Linked DNA regions of Mus musculus: all the other regions are linked to region 1. A link is a contact called in public HiChIP or PLAC-seq data. All regions are on one chromosome and are shown on one strand. Each heading gives the region's core, a stretch centred on a gene start, on an enhancer-like site or on the middle of the called end of the contact. The rest is flanking DNA. Distances are from core to core; before and after follow the strand shown.

Region 1 (4,410 bases), core at 877-3,376:
AGCCTGGTCTACAAAGTGAGTTCCAGGACAGCCAGGGCTATACAGAGAAACCCTGTCTCGAAAAACCAAAAAATAAAAAAATAAAAAATAACAACAACAACAAAAATCCACAACATAAAACAAAACAAAACACCTGTAATAGCATGGATTCCAAATTGAGCACAAAAATCCATTCTGAGCTTGGAAAACGAATTAGAATCATGATTCCAATTCTTCTTCTGATCAAATGTTAAAATGAGAAGAGATCACCAAATAAGAGAGTAGGCAGATGCTGAGTCTGAATTATTTTGAAATCCTAAACAAACCCCACTACAGAGGCCCAGAGCCAGGTTCCATGTGCTATTCCACATGCTCTGTGGGTCTGTGACTTGCTCCAGCAGCTGTTGTCAGCATTTCTCAGGTCTGTCCTGAGCTATCACCAAGAGGCATCTCTGTGAAGACTTGCCTTCTGCCTCCACCATATGTCCTTGTCTAATCCCAGAGTAAGTTTCAGTGTTACTAACAACCCTCAGGACAGTGTCCTGTGAAGAAAGCGCACCCCTCCAGTGCTTGCGTTGCTATGGTCATTGACATCATTAGTTCTGTAGATTCCTGGCTCTTTGGAAGCCTTTGGTTTGAGAAATGGAAGGAGGTGGTTGTATGCAGACTGAGATCGTGTGCATTTGAATGGTCGCATTGCTGTCAAACTTGCCTTCTGTGCTGCTGTTTTCTTCTTCTCCTCCTTTTCCTTCTTCTCCTCCTCCTCCTCTTTCTCCCCCTCCTCTTCTTCCTCCCCCCTCCTCCCTTTTCCTCCTCCTCCTTCTTTTTCTTCTTCTTCTCCTTCTTTTTCTTCTGTGTTTCAAAGATTGGTAATATTGTACATCTTGAGTATTATTCTCAGAAACCCTCCCGAATATGATTCATCTGGCTGATAGATTACTTTCATTTCCTAATTTGATATATATTATATAATTTGAGAATGTGCCTCATACAGTTTCAAGAGCTTCAATGCAACAACGGAAACAAACATCTGGACCCATTTTATCAACTTGCTCATTCCTATCTTAAATGAGAAAATAGTATATTTTTAATTGAAAATATATTTTTTCATAAAATATATTCTATTATAGTTCCTCCTCTCTCAGCTCCTCCCAGATCCTCCCTATCTCCCTATACACAAAATCAACATCCTTTCTTGCTCTCTCTCTCTCTCTCTCTCTCTCTCTCTCTCTCTCTCTCTCTCTTAAAGGAGAAGGTAGCATATTCTTTTACAAATATTCCATCCCACAGATATTGGTTACATCCATTTATAGAATCAGAAGCTTATAGGAAAACAGCATGAATGCCACAACCATGGAACTGTTCAGTGTAATATCTGCATGCAGCCTATAACAACAATAACAGTAACAACACTCTCCTGATTTGGGTGCAAATAGAAACCAAATGGGGCTTAATTCTCATTAATCAAAGTATAGGGAGATTTTCACTGCATTATCCATCCTTACTTCAGCCTAACTCTCATAAATTTGTAAGTGACTGATTATTGACACCATACAACTTGCAACACAATAGATGGAATTATTGATAATGCCTATGTAGGAACACATGGGACTGACCTAAATATTTCCAAGCTTTATAGTATTAAAGGGGGAGAAATAAAATAGCCTTGGCTCATTTTCCTTTCATTCTCCGACTTGACAGTCCACGTGAGCATTTTCCTTCTCCCCAGACTGTCCGTCATTGGGCAGTGTGCTTTGCTCTACGGACCTCACACCTTTTCATCCCTCATCCCCATCTAGCTTTTACTCCGAGGCTCTAGAACTCTGAAGACTTGTTTACACTTCTAAAGTGTGACATTTCCTTCCATTCAGGGGAATTCAGTTCAAAGTGGTACTCTCTACAAAAAACCACAGAGTCGAAATTACGATCAAATGATCCGTTTTCTTGGACCTCAATCTCTTCTTGTACTAAAAAGAAAAAAAAAAAGTCTTGACAATCAAAACAGACGGCACCTGTCCTGCTTGTAGCTTCGAATAAGCACGTGTAAAATGTGACTTCCGTAGACTGTGACAAATGGCCTATCACAGATCAAATTACTGTCCTAGAATATTTACCGCTTCAGTAGCATGAGTTGGTCAGTAGATGGCACTGTTTGTTACATTAAAAAAGAATCGCTGCCGCCTGAGACATCACCTGATCAGGATAAGGAAGGGTAGGAGGGGAGGCGACCCTGCTCTCACAACAGAAACTGCGTTGATTTCTTAGAGGTTAAAGTGACCTTGAAAAGGATCCCAGCACATCTCTCTGGTTTTTCAAAAGGAAAGTTCTATTTTGGATATTCTCAGAGGGGTGGATATTTTTAACGCACTTCATTTACCCCTTTCAAACGGGAGCTACTCAAAAAATTCTGTATCCGAATCACATCTTTTTTCAGTGTTCTTGTCTTCAGTCCTGAGGTGAATATAGAACACTTCTTTACGGTTTCTTCCTGAAAACTCTGCCGAGGTCTTGAGGGAGGTTCACTAGTATCCGACATAAGCCTTTTGTGCTTCCTTGGTCCCTCTAGTCTGTTTCTCAGACTGTACATCAAATCTGCTCCCTCTTGAATTCTAATATGCCATTCAGTCAGGCCCACTATACAGCATAGTATCTGGATGTATACCTTATTATTAGATAATAAAGATATGTGAATGTTGACAGGACACAGAAGATATTCAGGGTATTTTTATTGGCCCCAAAGATTTCCAATCTTTAGAGAAATTGATCTATCAAAATGAACGGAAATAACGTAACTACAGAGTACAAAATATTGACTTCAACCATTTTAAACCAACTGTCTCTTTTCATCTGATTCTTATTTTTCTATGTTTTCTTTTTCTTTTAATATTTTTATTAGGTATTTTCCTCATTTACATTTCCAATGCTATCCCAAAAGCCCCCCCCCACTCCCCTACCCACCCACTCCCCCTTTTTGGCCCTGGCGTTCCCCTGTACTGGGGCATATAAAGTTTGCATGTCCAATGGGCCTCTCTTTCCAGTGATGGCCGACTAGGCCATCTTTTGATACATATGCAGCTAGAGTCAAGAGCTCCAGGATACTGGTTAGTTCATATTGTTGTTCCACGTATAGGGTTGCAGATCCCTTTAGCTCCTTGGGTACTTTCTCTAGCTCCTCCATTGGGGGCCCTGTGATCCATCCAATAGCTGACTGTGAGCATCCACTTCTGTGTTTTCTATGTTTTCAATGTAAGAATTTAAAGTATTTTCAAGTAAACATTCAAACTAATTTGATATATATATATATATATATATATATATATGTAAATATATATACTGGATCATAAGATATCATCCATTTTTTTAAGCGCTGGTGTTTTCTCTGCTACATTTTAAATCTCACAGAAGCATGTAACTTTTTATATGGCATCGACCACAAGAGTTTCACAGTACATACTTGATAATGCTATACAATGGATGCTTACTAAGCATTAGTTGAATGATTTAACAAATTGTTCCATTTAAGCTAACTATCATCCAGAGCATTGCCAGCTACTTTCAAGATATAGTTTTATTAACTGTCACATCACCATTAAGTTCCTGTATTAAGTCTTTACTACACTGTGCCAAGTCTATAATTTTCCTTTGACAAAGTAAAAACAAGCCTTGAAAAATTAATTCTTCAAATTATGAGTGTATATAGTGCAGCAAATTATTCTGTATAATTTTTCTGAGCAAAATATTGTTATAAACATTTCCATTGTATTTTCTTACAATTAAACTTTAGTTATTTTAATTCATTTGGAAATATTTAGGGTTTAATTTTAAGGATTTTTTCTCTTTATTGAGTTTGCATTATTTGTACTGTTGCTGTTTAGGCTGCCACTTTAACTTTGCTAGTGATTATTTTTATTCATTCATTTTTGAAATTAAGTTTGTTCACTTTATTTTATAGTTAGTGTTTTGTCTTTACGTATGTGTACCATATGTGCTCTTGTTTTCTGCAGTGGTCAGAGGGGGGATTGGAGCCAAAAGTAATTGTGAACCACCATGAGGGGCCTGGGAGTTGAATTCTCTAAGAGTAATAGGTCCTATTAACTACTGAGCTGTGTCTCCAGTCTCTCTCTCTCTCTCTCTCTCTCTCTCTCTCTCTCTCTCTCTCTCTGTGTGTGTGTGTGTGTGCATGCAGATATGTCTTTGTGTTTGTGTGTGTGCGCGCATGTTCATGTGTGCTAACCTACATGTATACCCCCTGTATGCAGGTTCTGATGGAAGCCAGAAGGAGTTAAGAAGACATCGGACCTGTAGTTAAAGCTGGTTGTTAAGCAGCCTGATATAAGTGCTCGGAACTGAGCCTGGATAGTTGGCAATAACAGCAAGTATTCTTAACATGTAGGTTACCTCTTCTGTCTCAGCTACTGGTTATTAACTATA
Region 2 (4,410 bases), core at 1,346-3,845, 340 kb after region 1:
AAAGAAACACTACTATAGCTTAAAGAATGTACTAACCCTCATATACTGATAGTGGGAGGCTTGGACATTTGACTCTTGCCAAAAGATAGGTTGTCTGACACACACACCCCTGGGAAAAAAAACAAAAAACAAAAAACAAAAAAGCAAGAAAATGCTGGAGCTCACTGATATAATAAATCAAATGGAATTAACAAACACAAAATCACCTCCCGGAACTTTCTCTGAAATTGTCCACATACTCAGACACAAAGCAAGTCCCAACAGATATAAGAAAATTGAAATATCATTCCCCTTCCAATCAGACAATCGTGAATTACAACCCATGGAAACTGAGTAGCTCACTCTATCTTAGATTTCTTATTGTCAGTTTTATATATATCATTTCCAACTGTCACCCCACTTTCTGCACTGACTTATTTCTGATGAGAAACCAACGGTTGCTCTTAAGAGGATTTTTCTTGTACTTAGATGAGTCTCTTTTGCTGTTTGCAAGGTTTTCTCTGCTTTTTGGTTTCAATGTTTTGAGCATGATTTGTGTGTAGGGGCACTCTTTGGATTTATTATATTTAAATCATTAAGTATAGATTATTAGAGAAATTTCATTTCTCAGCCATTGTTTTTTTTTTTTAAGTCTTCATTTCCTTTCTTTTCTTCATCTCATTCTCTTACTCTGCTTGTGCAGACAGATTTAATCATACCAAACATTCCTCTTATGGTCTATTTAATTTCTTTTATTCTTTTTTTCTCTGCTGTTTAAATGTCACCATTCCTCATTCTAGGTTTAGACATAATAATCTAAATCTCCAAAATTAGGGCTTGACTGCTCTTTAGTGAATGAAGCTGGAGTTTACTAATATTGTCCCTTACTGTTGAGATCAGCCTGACCCTGGGAGAAATCTTGATGGATGCCTTATATCCTGATTTTCAGATTGCGTGTCTCTTTGCTCATCTCTGTTTGTGCCGAGGAACTATAGAAAACCCCTTTAAATTACACAAGAAATGTTATTCTGTTGATACCACCTTTCTGGCCTGGAATAGGCCATCCTTTGTTCCACTTTCCCTTTCTGGGTAGAAACTCTTTGACTATACAAGACCTGGTGGCAGGGACTGGGCTTCCTTCTGCAAAATAATACTTTGGTTACATGAATGAGTGATTGGAACATGATGCTCCCCAAGTCTGCATTTTAAGTCTGGGGGAAATAAAAAAGCCAACAGTTCCATCTTCTGTTTCTGAAAGGTCAATAGATGATGAAGGCTCCCTTTCTGTTTCACTGTTAGAATTAGAGATCCTGAAGTAAATGAGCTGGAGCTCTGGGGAGAAGAGCTAGGCAGTGTGTCACAACCTGAATGTCATAGACTACTATTCTTGCTAGGCTTTAGCAAGTTTTTCTTGAATGAGTGTTTCTTTATTTTCTATATCTCTTTAGGACAATAGTCATGTATTTCAAAAGGTTGTTTTAAATTATTTTTCTCTTTACATTGCTATTTGTTAGAGATAGAGTGTGCCTTGCTATTTGCCCATCAGTTTCATAAAGAGATTAGGAAACGCTATCAGTGGAGTCAAGGACATAAATAAGTCTGTAACCATGGACTTTCTACCCCTGCCCAAGTTCCTCAAATAATAATTTTAATCTCTCTATTGTATGTCATGGTAACTATAATTAATGACCATGTGTTTATACCTAGAAAGTGGTGAGAGGGCAGTGAGATTGATCAGCAAGTATAAGCACAAGTCATATAAGACTGATGGCCTGAGATTCATCCCAAGAGTCAATGTGGTGATGGCTATAAAGAACCAACTCCACAAAGTTGTCCTCTGACCTCTCCTTCAGTACTATGGCATGCACTCCCACACACGTCTCACACACAGAGACACATAGACACACACACACACACACACACACACACACACACACACACACACACACTAATTGTTTAAAGTATTGAAAATATAATTAAAAATTGTTCTTGGCACTGAAAAATAAACACGTAAAGGTGATTCATAAGTTAGTTATTTTAATTTGTCCTGTCTAGCTTTTATTTCATACTTTGAAGATCACATTGAACATCATAAGTATGTACAACTTTCATTTATTAATTTAAAAATAGAAATGACTTTGTAAAGAAGAAAAGAAATGGGGAAGAGTTGACTGTTCTTCATTGGCTTTGAAGATGAGAGGGAATGGTGAGCTTAGGAAGGTGGGCGGCTTCTAAAAGCTGGAAACATCTAGGAGAACCATTTCCACTAGAGTCTTTAGAAGGAATGCAGCCTGCAGGCACCCTGGTTTTATTCCAAGGACATTTATCTGGGGTTCTGACTTCTAACGATGAGATAATGGAATTGTTTTTAGCAACTCAGTTTGTGGTAACTTGAAAAAAAAATAAAACTAAGATCTTTGAGCTCTACACTCTCATGTTACAAATTAGAATGCTGAGATTTCAAGCTGCCAGGCCGTCTTACAGCTAAGATTCACACGAGTCACATGGATAAGAGGAGTAAGGCTTTCTGTTTTAGCCTGTTCCCACCTTGCCTGACAGCCTGAACATTCATTCATGGCCATGGTATTCTGAGAGGAACTTGTGGTTCCACAGTCAATTGTGAATTAAAAAAATCAGTCCCCTGGTGGTGGACACATTGTCAACACATGCATCATCCACTGTCCACAGATCTCTACTTCTTTTTCTACTACTATCTCAAAATGCTTCCTTACATCAAACAAAAATTTGTCCTCCATACCTTGTAGTAATGTTCTTAATCTGATGTTCAGGTCATAAGGACCGTCCATTTGTGATTATGCCCATTATGTGATTATGCTGCTGGAATTTCTCCTGACTCTCCTGCTTCACATCTGCCATCTGACCAATGTCTGAAGCTTCGCAAACTCTTTTTCCTGTTTCAGAGGGTGACAACTTTTCTCAGCAGTATCCTTCCTGAGAGTGACATCTGAGTGCACACAACAACATCCACACAGCTCTTTGGCCCACAGGACACCACCCTACCCAATTCTGTTAATGGCTCTCTGCACTTGTCCTTACTAGGTAGTTATGAGGTTGGCTTGGGTCCTGGGTTCCTGTGTAAATAACACAACAATTGATCAATTTTATCCTTTAAAATGTTTCCAACTGTTGAAGCTTTTGTAGATTCACCTTTCATTTGTTTAATTTAAATTTTTGTTACTTAGCAATCTGTTATCCTTTTAAAGCTAATGCAATTGTAAATGAACATGTGGACAAGAGATAGTATTTCACACTCACTAGACTCAGTACAGGATCTCAGATATTCTGATATACTTGGATTTGTTTTGTTTTATTTAGTTTAGTTTTGTTTTGTTTTGTTTCTTAAACCAGAATTTCTCTTTGTAGTCCTGGCTGACCAGTAACTTTCTTTGCAGACCAAGTTGGTCTCAAACTGAGAGATATGCCTGCCTATGCTTCCTGAATACGAGGATTAAAAGAGAATGTGCCATGTATGGTATCCTGATATTTTTTTTTTAATCAAGAAAATTTTAAAATAAATTTACTATGGGAGGTGTGAATAACACTGAATTTTTTTTTTTACATTGACAAAAGAGATCTTAAGAGAGAGCAAAGCTTAATATTAATAGTCAAAATATACATTATTTAAATAACAAAGGTTAAAAAATAAAACCCAAGTAGTTTTTTAAAAAGAATTTTGACATCCGTGTACATGTTCACACATAAATAAATGTGTAACCCACACACAATCACTTTTCCTTGTTATTTCATCTTTTGTCAGTCTAATGAAAACCTCTTCGAGAGGTAGCACCTTAACTTGGAAGTACTTAGTGACTCAACTGTTGTCATTCAACTAACAGTATCCTTAATCCTGTGTATCTGGCATTTGTCCCTCCCTTCTTTCACTCAGATGTTTAAGTTAGATAACTAAGTACATGCTCTGGATTTTGGTCCATACTCTGGGTTGCTATGTGTGCAAGGGGAACTTGAACCTGATAGGACCAACTCTCAGTATAATCTTTTGCTCACAGTACACTTTGATTGCTCATTTACTTTATCTTATCTATGTTATTTAAGTCAAAACCCTGTTTCATTAATAAAATGAAGAAAAAATAGTAACATATGAATGCATTTAAATCATGTAAATTACATACCAGTTTATAAAATGTGAAGAACATAGATTTATTTTACTAAAATATTAGGAAAGGGGAAAAAAGTAGCCTAGCAGTTTGTAAGGATATTAGTTTTAAAAATCAAAATATGGGACTTGCAGGCAGATTAAGCTGTCTACTCCTCTCTTTCAACTGTACATAGTCTACAGTGCTCCAAGGATATCTGTTGCACCCAGGGCAACATGTAGGATAGCTGCCCAAATAGCCACAGGAGCTGGGACCATCCAGATATCCAGTGGATGCAGGACTCCTTCCCTATACT
Region 3 (4,410 bases), core at 1,412-3,911, 290 kb after region 1:
ATGTGACTCTGTGCATACACATAATTTATGTTATTTTATTAAACTAAGTTGCAGATCAAATGTTTTTTGAGATATGTTTTAATGTGCTTTCCTTTCTCTTTTGAATAAGAACACTATTTCTTTTCTCCCCCTGTAAATGTGAATGAGAAGTATTTTCTTAATTGTCATTTGATGCCTTTCACTCAGTTATTAAACAGTTGTCTTGAGCACTTACTATGGCATAAGCAAGCACTGGAATACTTTCTATTTCTGGTTGTGTTTCTATGGGTATAAGTTGACAGTAATGTTCAATATGCCACAAAAATTAATATCAGAGCAATGAAAAATGTATAATGCATTTTTATTTTTCATTTATTTATGTGAGGAGAGGGAGAAGGTGGGTGAGTGTGGACATACCATAGCACATGGATGGAGGTCAGAGGATAGAAAACTTGTGAGAGTTCTCTCAGTATACTGTGTGGATTCCAGTGATTGAATTGAGGTCACCAGGCTTGGTAGCAAGCACACTTACCAACTGAGTTATCTTTCCAGTCCAATCTTACTTCTATTACAATGCCACAAAGCTAACAATTTTAAACTGCCGGGTCAATAAGAGAGGCCTATACATACATGCATATGTATTGCACACTTTATCATAATTTGATGTAGGCTGGCAAGATGGTTCACTCAGTAAGGGTTCTTGCTGCCTAGCCAATCCGGAACCCATTTGATGGCAGAAGAAAATAAATTTCAGAAAGTTGCCCTCTGACTTCCATAGGCATGCTGTGGCATGTATACAGACACACACACACAATATACAATGTTAAAATAAATACATAATATATACAAATATTATATACATAAATAATATAATAGTATAATAGTGGTGTGTCTAGCACCTAACCAGTTCTTTTAAAGCATAATCAATATCAGGAATCAAACTTGCTAATTCACTAGCTGTATGATTTTGAACATGCTATGTGGATCTGAGTGAACCTAATTTTCTAATCTGTCAAATCAGAACAATAAAGTACACATCTATTGTCATAATTAATGTTGATGTATTTAATATATAATCTACATGTAATAATTTAGTTATTTTTATTTATGTACATTGAAGTTTTGACTGCATGTATGTCTGTGTGAGGGTATCAGAGTCCCTGGAATAGCAGTTACAGACAATTGTGAACTGCCATGTGGGGGCTGGGAATTGAACCGGGGCCCTCTCCAGCCCCATAATCTATATTTAATATGTCAATTCTCAATATAGTAAAAAAAGCTATAAGTAGGAAGAGTTTGCCTTTACATCTGTAACCTTATGGAAATCAAGGAGTCCCTCCCAAACCCAGTAGCAAGAAGTAATCTTAGGAAAGAAAAAGTGATGAGTCGCATTGCCTTTGGGACTTACTATCTTAGTCTCTTTGACTAAGACTCTTTGACTCTTTGAGACTTACTCTTTCCAATTTTCTTGCTTGCTTTCTTATTTAAATTTAAAATATAGTTCAATTTTCTTCCCCATCATTTACACAAAGATCAGTGTTCTTTCAGGGTCTCGCTGCAGGTCTCACAAGTCACAGTGGCACTGACCTAGGTGCACTCATAGTGACAGAGGCAGATGAAGACAAACTCTCACGGCTCTTGCTTTCCCCTTTTAAGCCAGCATTGCTTAACTCCACAAGGGAGCATGTTATGATTTAATAATATTAATGGCAAGACATCATAAAATATGGTGTTATTTGTTGCTGAGGGCAATGTACTAAACTCCGGAAGAGACAAGCCACCCTCTATGCACTGGAAGCACAGGGGCTCTGCAATAACCTTATCATGGTGAATCAGGCGAAAGTAACTGCCTGGCGTTTCTCAAAACAAAGCACAAATGGGGAGAAGAAACCCTGGCTGGAGCCTGCTACACCCTATTGAAATCACATCCTGCAGTGAGTACAATCTTCGACTTTATAATTGTTCAAACCTTTTAACCTTTCACTGTAGAGACAGGATTAGGATTTCTTAGATTCCTGCAGGGCACACAAATTGCCCTAAGATGATGCTTTTGAGTCACGTGTACAAGAGAAACTCCAGTCTCCTCTCCAGACAATAAAGGACAATAACAGTGCTATGTGGATGTCATCTCAGATGCTTTGCTCAGCTTAGTTGCAGCAAATACCATCATTCTTCCAATTCGATTATCTCTATCAAGATGTCTGAATTCATCTGTGCCCCGGAGGGAAACCTTGCTTACTGGCCTCAAACTAATTATCTGCGGCCATCCGTGAAGCACAGCATGTCTTGTACAAATATTTTGACTGATCATCTACTGTGCTAAGAACTTAAAAATGGTCTTGCTTCACGCATGGCTTGTCTTCTAAAAATATCAAAAGAGCATATGAACTTGTCAAGGGAAGAAAAAGGAAAAAAAACACATTTCTGTGGGTGGGTAAATTGTTGATCATAAGGCAGTTTTGAATCATCACTGTCTACAGGGAAACTGAAAGGATCAGAAGCCACGGACATACCACAATTCAAGATCTAAAACCTGAGAAACAATACACAACAACAAAGCCCTATGATAACTTGTTGTCTCTTGCCATTTTTCAATTTTTTTTCAGAGTTGATTAGTAACAAAATACCCATTTCAGTGAGAGTCAAAGAAATGAAGCATATTAGCCTTTTTATTGGAAATAGAAAAAAGGCATCAAAAGTAGAAGAGAGCTACTTTGCCTCTGTACAGTCCTGGGTTTCTCAGCTGCAGAGTAAATACTCTGATTTAGATGCTGGTCTTCATCTCTGTATGCTCTGATTTCTGGAACACATGGTTGATACGGTGCTTGATGTGGCTGGTGAAGTTATTGTGAGAATGCAGCCATTCACACAATGGATTAAATAAGCTACAGACAATTTTGGCTTTTTTATATCTGGCTTGCTTTTTTTCTATTAGGTGAAAACACTTGTAAAGACATAGAAAGTGGCACTGCTTGCAAAAGCAAGGCAGAAAAACTTCCCAAGCATACTGAAAAATACAACTGATACAGGTACAGGGTGATTTATTGGGGGCCATGTTGAAGAGGACCTTAAAGACATTCCTATTTGCTTGAAAGAAAATCTGTCAAATGAAAGAATGGCTATATAGTCATAAAAGTCAGCTTCTCTATTTAAGGAACACCAAATAGAGTCAAGTAAAAGCCTTATCAGTAAAAAGGAAGAAAATAGGATATAATAGATGTTCAAAAACACTTTGAATGAATATCAGATTTTTTTTTATTACAACAAAGCAAATCTTTGTTTTGGACCAATTTGTGTTCTCGGGCAAAGAATCTTTGGTGTTATTGTTGCTTCTTCTGGATTACCTCTTCCCCATTTTCATGACCAATTAATAGTCAATGAATCAATTAATAAATTATATATTCTGCTTCTCCAATGTTCCTACTTTCCCACGGCTTCTTCTCTTTCAGTTTGGCCAGCGGATGAAGCTCACTTCCCTTCCTTTCAGACCCTGGTTGCTTTTTTTCTACTTTGATCCCAGAAACCCACCTCGAAAAAGTACACAAGTGACAGAGGTGGACTTAATGCCGCTGTCATTGATTTCTTATGTTTAATAATAGAATGAGGTTATAGATGAAACATATGTAAAATTTTATTTGGTTCAATTAAAATGTAGGTTACTAATTATTAAATAAGATTTAATCTCTGATGAACCTTCTCATAAACTGCAATATTTATGTACATAAACTATAAGAACATTTTAAAAATAAGAGAAAAAGCAACAAAGCAATTCAAGCATAGTTAATAAGTAGTTGGCCAGTATTCACACACACACACACACACACACACACACACACACACACACTCACACGCATCTCAGAGTGGAGAAGAGACTAGAAGCTAACTGGGCTATAATTTCTTTGAGGAATGTGATTTTAATTTAGAAAACATTAAAGCAGTAGTAAAATAGTTATAGGGAAGAAATCAATTTATAAAAATATCTTAACATTTTGAAATATTTTTGAGGGAATACACTGAATATAAGACCTCTCTAGAAAAAGAGGTGGTAGAAGAGTTATAGGGAAGAAAATAAATTTATCAAAATAAATCAACATTTTGAAGTAATACACTGAATCTAAGATCTAGATTATTTATAATAGTAACACATTGGAGAGAGATAGAAAGTATTTGGTCAGTTTAGAATCTTGTGTTTTGCTTTTACAAAATGGAAATGGAAGCAGCTACATAATTTCACTCTTGATTTGAGAACAAATCCTAATTCAGTAGCATAAAAGTCTATTTAATGGGAGAGAATAATTTGATTATTTAGTATACCAAGATTTAAATGGGCACAAGCTATATCAAACACACGTCTATTTGATGAAGTTGGCAACCAAGGAAAGAGTTAGGAAAGATGAAAACACGTGAAGAACAAGCAAGAGACCTGAATCC

The links. HiChIP or PLAC-seq counts read pairs in DNA pulled down with a chosen protein or histone mark.
Region 2: a contact with region 1 is called in an H3K27ac HiChIP or PLAC-seq map of heart atrium, with 5 read pairs. The contact joins two enhancer-like sites. A contact is called at or near these places in 1 of 484 Hi-C or Micro-C datasets (bone marrow-derived macrophages) and 1 of 115 datasets of contacts at active chromatin or transcription factors (heart atrium).
Region 3: a RAD21 HiChIP or PLAC-seq map of pro-B cells shows a contact between it and region 1, with 4 times the contacts expected there. The contact joins two enhancer-like sites. A contact is called at or near these places in 1 of 15 datasets of contacts at CTCF or cohesin (pro-B cells) and 1 of 484 Hi-C or Micro-C datasets (nephron progenitors).

Annotation. Positions count from the first base shown.
Region 1 is chr10:56,999,242-57,003,651 of GRCm38.p6, reverse strand. No RefSeq gene overlaps it. Among named protein-coding and RNA genes, the nearest start is that of Gm36827, 19 kb to the right of the region's middle. Within about 2 kb of position 2,126, at least 29 of the 459 cell types and tissues checked have an H3K27ac peak or open chromatin away from gene starts, as enhancers often do. A contact at or near this core is called in heart atrium and pro-B cells, where this site is marked.
Region 2 is chr10:56,658,631-56,663,040 of GRCm38.p6, reverse strand. No RefSeq gene overlaps it. Among named protein-coding and RNA genes, the nearest start is that of Gm36595, 230 kb to the right of the region's middle. Within about 2 kb of position 2,595, at least 7 of the 459 cell types and tissues checked have an H3K27ac peak or open chromatin away from gene starts, as enhancers often do. A contact at or near this core is called in heart atrium, where this site is marked.
Region 3 is chr10:56,710,567-56,714,976 of GRCm38.p6, reverse strand. No RefSeq gene overlaps it. Among named protein-coding and RNA genes, the nearest start is that of Gm36769, 220 kb to the left of the region's middle. Within about 2 kb of position 2,661, at least 6 of the 459 cell types and tissues checked have an H3K27ac peak or open chromatin away from gene starts, as enhancers often do. A contact at or near this core is called in pro-B cells, where this site is marked.